Linked DNA regions of Mus musculus: region 1 is linked to region 2. A link is a contact called in public Hi-C data. All regions are on one chromosome and are shown on one strand. The core of a region is the stretch at or near the end of the contact, and the rest is flanking DNA. Distances in the headings are between cores, read along the strand shown.

Region 1 (2,787 bases), core at 133-2,632, 170 kb after region 2:
GAGAATGCAAATGTCAGCTTCTAAAAGAAAAAAGAGGCTCTAAAGCAAAAGAAAACAAGGTGAGGCAGGCTGGAAATCCCAGGGACACCAGTGACAGAGGCATGGAAGAATCAGAAGGAGCTAGGAGAAATCTCAGCCCCTGACAGCTTTGCCTACACAAAACATATAATCCCCTTTCCCTCATTGGCTTACAGATCTGGCTCCAGCATCATTTCCTGGCTACAGTCTGTCCAGAGCATGCCAAACAGGACTACTCTCAACCCAGCCTTCTTCAAAGCAAGTCCATGAACACTCTCGGGCTTGTCGGCTGGGATTCATAGAGAATTGGTAATAAATGGTCAAAATAAGATGACATCCAAAAGAAGGAACATAATGCATCATATAAATTATTTCAAAGATTTCCCTACTGGATTAAAGGACTTTATCTCTGGTTCTCCTTTATCTTCTGACCCTGACACATATATTCTTATCTTCATTGCTCCAAGTTTTGCCTTTGAAGTAACCTCAGGCCATCCATCTTATGTAATAGCGGGAGTCTTTAATACTCAATGCCATCCATGTATTCTGTGTATGTACATACTATTTACCCAAGTTCTGGTTCTCGGAGATGGCAAGGGTCAAATGAGGCATTTTCTTTTTTCTGTTTTTATTTATTTATTTATTTATTTATTTATTTATTTATTTATTGTTGTTTTTTTTGAGACAGGGTTTCTCTGTGTGGCCCTGGATGTGCTGAAACTCACTTTGTAGACCAGGCTGGCCTCGAACTCAGAAATCTGCTTGCCTCTACCTCCTAAGGCTGGGATTAAAGGTGTGTGCCACCACTGCCTGGCTGCACTTTCGAGAATAGACAAAAGGAGACTTGTTCACACCCATGAGGAGGTTTTGTCCTGCCTGCCAGGTCTTCCCCACTGTGCTTGGGATCAGTGTTCTAGCCTTCTCCTAGCCCACAGAGGTATGGGTACATGTCACCCAAAAGGTATCATAGCCTGTAATCCCATTGCTTGCCTCACCTTTGCTTCTCAAAGCTTGGTATTCTTTTAGTTCAAGTCTTCAGAACACCTCAGCACAGAAAGGTTGCTTCTGCAAGAGCTGGTAAGAAAGGTTGTGCCTGGGGAGGAGGCAGTGGGAATAGTTATACTGAGCCATCCTGGCAATGACAGCACAGCCGCTGCTTTCTGTGTTCAAACCAGTGCTGGTTCTTTGAATGTGGCATCTGTCAAGGCTCAGTAAGGATGACAGATGTCTCTCTGCTCCAGGAACAAACAACACAGCCCTGTGGGGGTGACAGAAACAAGTGCAGCCAAGCCAGAGTGGAGAGGTGCCGATCTCCGGAAATAATCGGAAGAACAGCGTAGGAGTCCAAGTCTACCAGACACCTGCTCCCCTGAAGAAAGCATGCTCTCATTATGAAACCTTAGAATTAGAAGGTGACTCCAGGAATGAGTGCGTGTGTATCTGGGTGGCCTCATTCAACAGTGAATGAGCTATTCATTCAAGAGATGCTTGAGGTATGTCTAGAAATGAGAGCCCCATCCCCACTTCACATAACTGTTCAGTTGGCCTACAATTAATCCCCCTTCCATGAGGGATATCAGCCTGAGATGAAGGTGAGCCAGTTTAGGAAGTGTCATCATCCTGAGTCATCTCTAATCCCGTGTGTCCTGATTAGATCATACATATACATGGAGCTCCTATCTACAGAGTGCCTCACAGGTACCTTGTAGGTGCTTGGTGGACAGCTGATGAATGAACAGAACAATTGCAAGGCAACTAAAGGGGCTGAGAGGCAAAGACATAAAAAAAGAGACACAACGACTTAGAGTGAAATGACAAGAATAATTAGATATCAACTACAAGGACGGTAATAATCTGATGAAAGTACACAAGAGAACCGTTTCATTATGTATCCTGAATTATGCCCCTGATGTTTGCACTATTTTTTGGAACTGACTCAACATAGAAAAAAGAGGCGGCTACCCCAGGCTTAGAGAAAAGCCTGTTGTTGTCTTGGAGAAGAAAGATGAACCAGTAGATAGGATGCAATGGGATAAATGATCTGGGAAAAAAGCCTGTGCTAAAATGGTAGCAGCTTTGGAGAAGTAATGATGACCAGAGGACCTTGCAGAAAGAAGGAGCCTGGGGGATTCTGGGAGCCATTATTTACAGGTAGTACTCAGTACTGTTCCTCCTTTGGGCCCAGATGCAAAGGTTAGCAGTGTGGTTTCCCAACCTCTTCCGCTACAGCCAAGCTAGCGAAGTCACTTTTGCTTTGGCCCATGAACTCTCCAAGAAGCAGAGACAGCCACATTTAGCAGAGTCTTATGTTGCCTTGAGTGTAGGGAGGGACACTTGGAGCAGCTAGGAATTCAAGCATCTTTCACCCAATCCAAAAAGTTTTCAATCATCCTCACATGAGGCTCAGTTCCCCCATGTGTGATGATTTGCATGTGCTTGACCCAAGGAGTGGCACTATTAGAAGGTGTGGACTTGTTGGAGTAGGTGTGTCACTGTGGGTGTGGGCTTTAGGAACCTCATCCTAGCTGCCTGGAAGTCAGTGTTCTGCTAGCAGCCTTCATATGAAGATGTAGAACTCTCAGCTCCTCCTGCATCATGCCTGCCTGGACGCACCATACTCCCACAGTGATGATAATGGATAAGCCAGCCCCAATTAAATGTTATCTTTATAAGCGTTGCTTTGGCTATGGTGTCTGTTCACAGCAGTAGAACCCTAACTAAGGCACAATGTGTATTTCATGTATGGCCAGAGGAAAACACAGTAAGAAA
Region 2 (2,826 bases), core at 249-2,748:
CCATGCTTTCTGCTGTGCTTGGCAATTCTGAACTTAATTATATAGTAGGCAATGTTACCTACTGCCATTTCATGTCTGTTTATCTTGTTTCCAAAATAAGATTGAACCTTAGTCTCAAACAGGAACTATGTTGTGTCCTATTTTAACCTGTTGTTCTTGTTTTCTAGAATGTACACACACACACACACACACACACACACACACACACACACACACACACAAAGGATACAAAGTCATATTTTTAAGTAGATAGCCTCAATTTCGTTGTTGTTTTCCTCTATGACTGGCCACTAGCTCATTTTTCTATTTCATACTAGAGTGTTCTGTTTTCTAGTGAAATTTGTTGAAGGTGTTAAGGTCTACTGTTGGACCTAGAATGGATAAGTTCCATTCATTGGAGGCCCCAGTCACGCTCCTCATTCTGTCAGAGAGAGAATATGGGTAAAATCTGTTTAAAAACATGGCACAGCTAACAAAGAGGGAGGCTGTTTCTGTGATACTCACAAGCCAGTGCTAAGCACATAATACCTGCTCAATAAAAATTGGTTAGGCAGGGCTGTAACTGTGACTCGGGAGGGAAGCACTTGTCCAGCATAGACAAGGCCCAGGGTTTCAACTCTATCACTAAGATAATAAAAGGCACATCAGGCAACTGGTCAGTGAGTAAGCTTCTCCTATTCCATTCCTCTAACCACAGGAGATGACTTTCTACACAAACATCTACATGCACAAAGGTGGCATGGCTGACCGCGCATGGGGGTAGAGTTTCTAAAAGAACAGACAGATAAACGTGTTGTTCGTAGCTCAAAATAAAATCCTCCTCTCATTTCAGGGTGCACTTATTTTAGTGGTTGGGGTGAGGATTTTTGTGAAGGGATGAGCCCATGTGTGAGAATGGGAATTAAAACAAGCAGAGCTTTGCCGTCTGCAGACATAGATGCCGTCCCATCCTGCTGCCTTTTGTGGGGTCCCATCCTGCTCTATATGATTCTTTGGTACTTTAAAGTATGGAGGAAAAGTTAGAGAAAGAGGCTGGGATAGCTATTGCCCTGCTAGCAAAGTTTTCACTATGTTCTTAGTATGTAGCTTCCACACTAGAGCCCAGTTGTAACCCTATGAGGGAGCCGCCCTTGCTACCATCCTTTTACAGGGGATAATACTAAGAAAGCAGGACTGGAGGCAAGTAAGTGTGATCTTGCATCAAGAGACCCGTGGGCCAGTGGCTGAGGAAGAGCTAATTGAACTGGGACAGAACAGAGAGCTGGATTCTGATCTACTTCTCTCTGCTGAGTGTGATCACATGGAAGCCCTTGGTCCTCTGCAAGATCTACAAGCTGACGAAGTGCCCCGAAACTTGGGAGACACCATGCCACTTCTGTATGCTTCTCTGGTCCTCGTGGCATTTCTAGAAACTGGAGGTGGCAAAGGAGGAGTGCGAGAGAAGAGATATAGGAGTGTGCGCTCTTAAATAAGAGCTCTCCCCCTCCCTTCCGGCCCGAGGCAAAGCGTTGTGGGATGAGTAAGTGGGGATGGAGGAATGCCAACATCAAGCAGCAGAGTGGGTGCTGCCTTTCCCAAATCGGTCCTCAAAGCTCCCAATCTTGCAAGGTTAAGGTCAGAAGCTCAAGGTCAGCAAAAGAGTGCAGTGACATCATGTCAGACTGGGGAAAATTGTCCAAACAGGCTGTGTGAACTTGGACAAGAGAGTCAACCTCTCTGAGCTTCAGGTGCCTGGTCTGGAAACATGAAGTAATTAACAATTCCTACCTCATAGGTTTGATCTGAAGATTGAGAGGATTTAGGTAACAGATTGAATGGTAGGACCATTGCTGCAGCATTTGAATACTCACCATTGTTATGTTGGCTGTATTACTGAGTGTCTTAAACGGACATATATAAGTGATATATATGCTTTATTATATAATATGCAATCCTGTGCTAAGAATAAGAATGGCAACATGGTCTGGGTGGTGCATTGTAAGAGATACAGATCAGGCCCCTGGTAACCACTCTGGTTTTCAATCACCATGATGCCAGCAGTACCATGCCCCCACCCTCAAAACTTTGTGCAGTACTTCAGTAGTCTTATTTCTTGTATCTATCTTATCCCAAATCCCAGTCAGTGTGAAGGCAGTATACCTCCACTTTCCAGGATAAGGGAAAGGCTGTTCACACCTAATGGTCCTTTTCATCTTTGTAGGACTGTTTCCTGAGAACGTTCATTAGTTTCTGTGGTGGCTCATGAGTACAATGCTTGTTTCCCAGGGTGATAACCTATGTATTAAATCAGACAGAGGGACCTCCTAGTTTTTGACTAAAATGACTCTTCCGTAATAGGCAGGAAGGTTTGGGACTCCACCCAAGGGCAGTTACTAAGAAGCAAAAGCATCGTATTAAATGTTTTCTCCTGCAAGAGTGGACAGGTTCTTTTGATTGTTTTGGTTGGGTTGTTGTTGTTACTATTATTGTTGTTATTGTTAATGTTATTAATTTTATAATCCAGCATGCCATTGCTCTGTTTTCAGTTTCAACACTGATGCTTCCCATGAGGCTGCATCATTTATTGATTTCTAAAGTCCCTCGGTTCCTGCCCTTCTCAGAATTATAAGGCGGCAGTCTGTCAATGTCCTTCACAGACTGAGTGGAGAACAAGACCCAGTCACAAAGGTCACAAAGCCAATCGTCAGCTCAGCTGAGAAGGCTGGGATGCGCCAGCCCATGGACCTACTCAGGACGGAGATTTGCATGTGGCTCTCATGATCTGGACATACTGACCATTCTCAGCAAGCACATCTCAGAGCCAAGAAGCAAAACTTTCCCCTCAGC

What was found. Hi-C and Micro-C count contacts between places; a contact is called where the count stands out from the background.
Region 1: a contact with region 2 is called in a Hi-C map of cerebral cortex, with 1.9 times the contacts expected there. The contact joins two enhancer-like sites. A contact is called at or near these places in 3 of 484 Hi-C or Micro-C datasets (cerebral cortex and cortical neurons) and 1 of 9 other capture datasets (embryonic stem cells).

What each region holds. Positions count from the first base shown.
Region 1 is chr14:23,758,584-23,761,370 of GRCm38.p6, forward strand. All of the region lies in intron 2 of Kcnma1 (potassium large conductance calcium-activated channel, subfamily M, alpha member 1), which reads right to left. Among named protein-coding and RNA genes, the nearest start is that of Gm51422, 110 kb to the left of the region's middle. Within about 2 kb of position 1,383, at least 20 of the 459 cell types and tissues checked have an H3K27ac peak or open chromatin away from gene starts, as enhancers often do. A contact at or near this core is called in cerebral cortex, where this site is marked.
Region 2 is chr14:23,586,178-23,589,003 of GRCm38.p6, forward strand. All of the region lies in intron 5 of Kcnma1 (potassium large conductance calcium-activated channel, subfamily M, alpha member 1), which reads right to left. Among named protein-coding and RNA genes, the nearest start is that of Gm51422, 63 kb to the right of the region's middle. Within about 2 kb of position 1,499, at least 11 of the 459 cell types and tissues checked have an H3K27ac peak or open chromatin away from gene starts, as enhancers often do. A contact at or near this core is called in cerebral cortex, where this site is marked.